Linked DNA regions of Sus scrofa: region 1 is linked to region 2. A link is a contact called in public HiChIP or PLAC-seq data. All regions are on one chromosome and are shown on one strand. Each heading gives the region's core, a stretch centred on a gene start, on an enhancer-like site or on the middle of the called end of the contact. The rest is flanking DNA. Distances are from core to core; before and after follow the strand shown.

The links. HiChIP or PLAC-seq counts read pairs in DNA pulled down with a chosen protein or histone mark.
Region 1: a contact with region 2 is called in an H3K27ac HiChIP or PLAC-seq map of alveolar macrophages. The contact joins the promoter of CST7 here to the promoter of NAPB in region 2. A contact is called at or near these places in 2 of 5 promoter capture datasets (fetal liver and fetal skeletal muscle), 3 of 47 Hi-C or Micro-C datasets (embryonic fibroblasts, heart right ventricle and omental adipose tissue) and 1 of 2 datasets of contacts at active chromatin or transcription factors (alveolar macrophages).

What each region holds. Positions count from the first base shown.
Region 1 is chr17:30,756,013-30,759,774 of Sscrofa11.1, forward strand. It overlaps CST7 (cystatin F), which reads left to right and starts at 1,988. Exons shown (of 4, transcript NM_001243310.2): 1 at 1,988-2,081. The coding sequence starts at 2,012.
Region 2 is chr17:30,394,687-30,398,632 of Sscrofa11.1, forward strand. It overlaps NAPB (beta-soluble NSF attachment protein), which reads right to left and starts at 1,419. Exons shown (of 11, transcript XM_003134297.4): 1 at 1,222-1,419. The coding sequence starts at 1,319.

The DNA of each region.
Region 1 (3,762 bases), core at 738-3,237, 360 kb after region 2:
AGGTTTAGATCTTATTTCTCTCGGGACCCACTTGAGGCAGATAACACCCAAGGACACTCACAAAATATGTCCCTTCCCGCATACTCTGTCCCCTGAAAGGTGGGGGCTGCTTGACTTCCTAGGTCTGTGGTTTTGGCAGAAGTAAAACTGTGTGACCTTGAAGGCTAAGTCATACCAGATGATGCAGTTTCCACCTGCCACTCCAGGGGACAGTCATTCTGGGGACCAGCTCCAGGGGACAGTTATTCTGAGGACCAGCCATCATGCCGACGCCCCACTGAGGCCCAGCCAGCAGCCAGATCAAGTCCAGACATGCACCAACATCTTAGGTCATTCCAGCCCTGGCCTGTGGATCTTCCAGGAGAGGGGCATCCCAGACTTGTGGAGTGGCTGTGCCCACATGCGGGCAGCAGCTGGTGCGGGAACTCCACCCCCACCAGCACCAAGATCCTCTAGGACGAGGCCCAGCTGGAAGATTTGCAGAGTCTCTCCCACCCCCGCCATGACCCCCCTAAGAACCACTCTTCCCCAGAGAGGGCAGAGGGCAGCTGAAATCCATCGCCATCACTGCAAATGTGGGGAATGGAGCAGGGGGGCCACCAGCCTGGGAAAAGTCAGACGGGACCAGTTTTTTTCTTGGGTCGTGGCGCCACCGTGTGGACAAAGTCTGCTCGCCACCCAGCCCAGAAGAGGGTGTTTTGCCCCACCATTCAGACCACCACCACCATGGATTTTAGAAAATAAAGTAAAAGGCAAAAGATTTATGCGATCTGAAGAGGAAGATAATATAAGAAAGGGAATATAGGAGTTCCCGTCGTGGCGCAGTGGTTAACGAATCCAACTAGGAACCATGAGGTTGCGGGTTCGGTCCCTGCCCTTGCTCAGTGGGTTAACGATCCGGCGTTGCTGTGAGCTGTGGTGTAGGTTGCAGACGCGGCTCTGGTGCAGGCCGGTGGCTACAGCTCCGATTGGACCCCTAGCCTGGGAATCTCCACATGCCGCAGGAGCATCTCTAGAAAAGGCAAAAAGACCAAAAAAAAGAAAGAAAGAAAAGAAAAAGCACACGCAGAACACAAGGGTCAGAAGCCCATCGGATAATCCTCTGCCGGGGCAACTGGAGCTCATGTTTCTTCTGTACATTGTTTAGATGCATACGAGTCATACACACACACACCCAGGCTCCTCCAGAGGTCCCACATGCTGCTCTGCAAGGCTCCACGTGCCTTTGCTGACAGTCCTGCTAGATGATGTGTCAGCACACTTGGGCCACCCTCAGAGTCCCCATGGCCAAGCTGGCATCTGCAAGCAGGCCAGTGCCTGTGTGGCTGGCACAGACTGCTCCAGGTTCAGGGCCCTGGGCCTGGGAGGCTGGGGGGTGGCGGGGTGGAGGTGGTGACGGTGGGTATGACCATGGCCACAGTGCTGGGCCTGGGCCACAGCTCTGCAGAGCTCCGCACAACTTCTCATCCCCTTGTGCCTTAGTTTCCTGGACTCACACAATGTTGTAATTCCCTACACGATGGTGGGGGATTAAAGAAACAGCGAGAAAAGTGCCCGGCATACAGTTAAGTGCTGTCAACACACCCTCTCACTATCACCACCCGTTCATACCACCAAGACAATCTCCTGCAGGGGGCCACTCGGACCCCAGAATCTGGGCCTAGGGAGCTCACCCTTTTCACCTTTTAGAGAAGGAACCCCCAGTACTTGTGCTTCCTAAAATCCCTGCTCATTTTTCTGCTATAATGTCTCTTCCATGTGTTCTAAGGGTAGAAAATCGCAGGGTTTGCTCATAGCTCTCACCTCTTCCTCCTGCCCTGCAAATAATTGCTGTTTGGAAACTTTTACAAAGGAAGCGGTTTACTTTGTAGCCAAGGGATGTGGAGGTGAAGAGCTTCTGGCCAAAACGACTCAACAAAAAACCACTATCCCCCACCCCCTTGGCAGGCGGTTCATTGGGCGGGGCTCCCCCACCACCTCGCGCCCAGCACACACCGCCCTGGGCACAGCCATGCGTCCTGCCAGGGTGCTGCTGGCCGTCTGCACCCTGGTCCTGGTTGCCACCGGGGGCCCTTCACAAGGTAAGAGGGGGTCTCCCGCTGCCTGGGTGCCGTGAGCTTACCCCCAACCCTCCCCCATTCCTGAGGCACATTAGGTTCCATGGGACCCCACAACAGCTGCCTTTGTGGGGAGCAGCCTTGGGGGAGACTGGGGACCTGGGGACCAGGGAAATATCTTCTGCCCCCTGCTATTCTTGGGGCCTGTGGGGGTCCTGAGAACCATCCAGCAGCAGCAGAGGGAGGGACCCCGTGGCCCCTCCACAGCTATAGAACACAGGGTAGCGGTCAGGCCGATTCTATTTGATGGCGCATCCTTCCTGCCTCCGCTGCTGTCCTGTCACTTGGCTCACAGGGATCCTAAGCCTTCATCTTTCCCACCAGGCCGGCGCTGGGGGTTGGGGCTGGGGGAGGAAGGAAGCTGCCACCTGTGGGCCAGGAAATGAGGCACAGAGAGGTTAGGTGACTTGCCCAGTCACACAGCCCATGAGGACCTGCCCTCACATGCACTAGGAAGCTGGTGCCTGGCACTGAAGTGACCAGCGGAAGGGGGAGGGGCCAAGCGGCAGTTGGTATCTATCTTACTCCCTTGTCAAAGGGGGCTGGAGCCTGGCCACAGGCTATAGGTGGGGAGCGCCGAGGCAGGACCAGTGACCTGGGACACCGAGGGTAGGTGACCCAGCCTCGGGCCTTGTCTGTGGCGCAAGTGGCTTGGAGGCCCGTCCGGTGGTCAAGCAGAGACAGCAGCTCTGCTGGGCCCAAGTCTGCCCCCACCTCCGCCCTCCTCTTGAGAGCGGGTTCCAGAGCCTTCCTTGGGGGCAGGGAATAGGGGCCGCTGTGTCACCACCTGGCCTATCCACCCCTGGTGCTAAACCGCACTGACCTGCATGTGGGGCCCAGCAGCCTCCGTCCCTGCCCATCAGAACCTAGGAAATTGCTACATCGATTTCTTCAGCCTTTGCCTTCGGTTGAAAATGGAAAGCCCTTCTTCCTCAACCTGACCAGGAAGCCCCCCAGCCAGGCTCACACGGCCCATCTTCCCACCACAGGCCACCTGGGCACGACCTGGGTCCAGCACCATCGGTCACCAAAGGCAGGAGCTGGGAGCGTCCAGCGACCACTGACCACAGGGGAGGTCTTGGCATGGGGGCCACTGACCCCCCTCTGCATTTGGAGACTTTTCCCAGCATGGACCCATTTGACCCCAAAGCTCCCACTGCAGCCATTCTGCCTATTTGATCTTTGATGATCATGACACTAGTGCATGTTCTTTGTGGGCCAGTGCCATCATCACCCTGTTACACAGATGAGAAGGCTCAGAGAGGCCAAGCAGTTTCACCGAGATGGCACAGCCACTGAGAGACAGAGCTGGGATGCAGACTCGGGGCATGTCCCAGTGGGTTAAGGCCAGGATGAACCAGCATTCTGTTCGTGCCAGGGGACACATGTGCCCTAGAAATGATGGGCTACTCACTACTACTACTACTACTCACTACACCAGGCCCTGGGCACTGCCTCCTGGTCTGAGCGCCAGGACCCTGCCCACAACAAGGGCTCTTTGATGCTGGCGCAGAAGCAGCTGCCACTCCCTGCCAAGTAAACCACCGGGGACATGGGGCCTCCAGCAAGGACATCACCATTCTGTTCCTGGGAACCCTGTTTCCCCCTCAGATCCCCCCACCTCCCAGCCACACATAACTCTCCT
Region 2 (3,946 bases), core at 169-2,668:
AAATTGTAATTGTTTTGTGAACCAGAGAAAGGACTCTTGTTTGGTGTTCCCATCAAGTAAGAAGCAGTGGCTCCTTATGTACTGTCCTAACTTTTAAGGGGGGAATAAATTTATAATTCACTGCTATAATCCAAACTTCACATCACCTGAGAAATTGAGAAACCAGCTGGGATAAATGACCTTTGGTACCTTTGAGCCCGCACTCCAGCACTGCGTGAAACCTGCAGTTAGCATTTCATGGAGATGCTCAACAACGATTAAGTATTACAACCAAAAGAACGAGGGTGGCAAAACGAGCAGGTTCTAAACTGAAATAAACCTGTGTCTAATAGCGCAACAGTTAAGGATGGGTCCCTGGTCCTCCTCAGAATAAAAACTTGCTCTGGGTGTCCGCAGAGGATCTTTCCCTTTCCAAAGGGAAAAACGGAAAAACACCACGAATTTTCCGCCTCTCTCATCCTAAACAGCTGAATCATTCACATATTCTACTGTCCAAGAACTGTCAGTGCAGGCTCTGCTTTTTTGGGAAGTCCGAATTTAAGACCTTCCCTAGGAAAGCACAGAAGAATCACTGAAAATGGACGGGATTCCCCAAAGACGCAGACTTAAAAGAGGAGCTACGTTATCCTTAATCCGTAGGAAGCCCTGGGCTGGGTTTCACATGAACCTTCTACGAAGAAAACGTACTCGTTCCTCCCACGGGTATTTATTAAATGTGTACCTGGCGCAAGGGGCGCGGGCACAGGGTGGTGGAATGCGGGAAGCTAGGCCCCACCACCAGCCCGCCGCCCACCCTCCCAGCGCCTCCACCCACTCAGGTCTCCTGAGCTACGCGTGGAGAAATAACAAACCCGTGTGGCTGCGGTGGGGAGGGCCACGAACGCCAGGTCGGGGAGGGTGCGCGCTTGAGGGTCCTAGGGAATCCCTGGAGAGTGTCGGGGTGGCCGAGAGGGTCCCAGGAGGGCGTGTGTGGGGGGGTTATAGAGTGCCCTTGGGGATCCCTGGGGTGTGTGGGGGCGGGGCCGGGGGGTGGAGAGACTTCCTGGCGTGCGCGTGGGGGGATGGGGGGAGCTCGGTGGTCCCCAAAGGTTTGTGGGTGCCCGGGGGATCCTAGGGGACCCCTGAAGGGCGCGTGGAAGGCCCCGGGGACCCTGAGTAAAGTGTGGGCCGCCTCCTGGAATGGAAACCCTCCCCTCAGGACCCGCGCGGTCTGGCGCTCACCCAAAGAGCCCGCGGAGGAAGGAGTGGGAGGCCTTGACTCGTTTCTCGGCCTCCGCCATCAGCTGCACCGCCTCTCGCTCCTTCCCTGCGTTGTCCATGTCGACAGCCGCGGCCGCCTCCACAAGCTACTCCCGAGCCGAACGCGTCTCCCGCGCCTCGTCCTCTGGCAGCGGAGGGGCGCGCAGGCGCGGCGCGCAGCCTGTCGGAAGTTGTAGTCCGAGCGGTGGCCTGGCGGCGGGAGTGTGCGAGGCGTCAACTACAACTCCCAGAAGGCCGCGGAGCCGGCTGGAGGCAGGGGCTTCGGGACCGGGGTCCTCACCCTCTGTAGGGCCCTCTACCGAGGAGAGTATTGACAGTTTAAGGAGGCGGGAAATGGAAAAGTTCCCACGGCTTCCAAGGAAGACCGCCTCAAACACTAGCATCACGTTAGTTCAGGAGTCCCTGCCCAGCACGACCGACCGTGGTCAGGGGATGGACGGGGAGGACACGGGATAACGGGATGGATGGGACGCGGGATAACGGCGTGGACCGGGAGACGGCGGGTGGCAGGCTGGAAAGCTCCACTGTACCGCTTGCATTCTGAGAGCACGCTGTAAGGCGGCCACCCAAGCAGCTGCACAAACCTTGTGATACTGGCCCATCTTCCCACGCTCCAGCTACAGCTGCAGGAAGAGCCATGTTTTTCTCCAGAGCAAGGCGTTTAGATCTGTCAGGCGTCTCTTCCTAGGCTATAGAAGACTTGCACATATGCAATATGTGCATAATTCTCCCTTTTTATTGACTGGATTCTTTTCAGTGGATGTGAGCAATTGAGCTCTCTTGCTCTTTACATAATGTTGGCCATATTGTGGGGTGGGCCTCTGGGACAGCCATTCTCCCTGCCAGGAAGACTTCGAATCTCCCAGGAGAGGTATCCATAGATAGGGGCTATTGTGTGCCAGCAACTTCCAGGACTGTCCCAGAGGGAGTTATTTTTTCATACAAAGTCTAGACCATTTACATTTGGCAATGCTAAAGCAGAGGTGGTGAAGCAAATATGAAAACCACTGCCAAATGAGAACTTGTGACAATTTCAAACTATTAATAAATACACTGTGGGCACTGGCACACAAAATACATTTAAGAAAATGAAGCTGTCTTGAGAGAAAGGCAAGAAGGGCCAAACTCCTAGAAAGAAAGGTCACTAAAGCAAATGTTGCAGAGCTTGCAGTGCAGGCACTCCAGACTGAAGGGAGCTTCAGATCCCAGAGTTTATTTACTTTCACTGCATCTGTTATTCTGACTTCAAAGAGCTAATTTGGAGCAGTATTGGGGAAGAAGGAGGCAGGAAATTAGAGGCAGCAGTGAACACAGGAGTGAAAAAAAAGAAACGTGTAAGCCGTGGACATGAACCTTTGAGAAGCAGAGAACATGAGCCTTTGAGAAGTCTATGGGGATTTAGTGGAGGGGTTCAGGTCAAAAACTCCAAGTGCAACAACAGTGTGTTGATTAAAGCAGTTGCCAAAGCTGCCTTAGGGCAGGACTCCGAGAAATACTGCTCTCCAAGCCCCCATCTCTACATCAGGGTTTCCTGGAGTTGGAGTCTAGGAAGGGTATGTTTAAGAAGTCCACCACTCTTGAGCCTACAGTTCCAGAGTTTCAAGCATACAGTCAGCTGAGGAGGAGGGAGTGGGCTGCCTTCTCTACTCTAGAGGCTGCAGTTATGGGTGGCAGGGGTGCATCCTGACATTGTTGGTGTTTCTGGGTATTTCCCTCATTCTCTTCCTTCTCATGGGCACTCCCACCCTCCCCCACAGTCCACACCGCAGTGGGAGAAAAACCTCCTACCTTCATTGCTGTGTTCACAGCGTGTTTTATTCTTCCAGAGCTGGGTGAGGGGAGGTAGCTGGCAGAGGGACAGACCTCCCAGAGTTAACCGGGACCAACCCTGACCAGAGGGACAGAGGGGGATGCTCCAAGCAGGAGGGAGGGAGGAGGAGACCTGCTCCCGTGTGGACCAGGGAAGGGGATGCCGAGACCCTGCAGTAGATCCAAAGGACCCATGCCCCCCAGCTCCCATGCCAACCAGGACAGTGGCCACATACATTTAGAGCAAATAATATGAAGTAAAGTGTAGATATCATCCCCGGTCATACTAGCCACATTTCAACTGCTCAGTAGCCACAGGTAGCTGATGGCTACCATATCAGGCCACACTGACAGAGAATATTTTGTCACTGCCCAAAATTCTAGTGGACAGCACTGGACTGACACATCTTGTCTCTCAGCGGCTCTGGACACTGGGGATGAAAGAGGAAGAAGGCTTCAGAATTTCTGAGAAGATGGAGCAGGAAAGGGAGAGCTTCCCCCAAAGGAGGCAGAACCAGGTAGAACCTGCAGGATTAAGGTTAGGGTTAGGCGTGGTGTCTGCATATGGGCAGAGGGGGTACAGCATGGGGTTCTGCATCAGCTGGCACCTAGGGAGAAGGGCAGCAGGCACCAATGCAGGGGCCTGGTGGGGGGGGTGCTCTGATGGCTCGGTGACTCAGCGCAGCTGCCAGGTACAGCTCACATAGTGTCACCTCTGGTTCTGGAATCAGTGGGAAACTTCTGACCATGACTAGCTCTTAATCTTCCTGTGCCTGCTGTCCTCCTGGTGGTTCTCTCTGGCCTTCAGCCTGCTCTGCTTGAATGCTGAGCCCTGCAACTCCCCCACCCCCAACCAGTAATTAATCTCATTCATAGG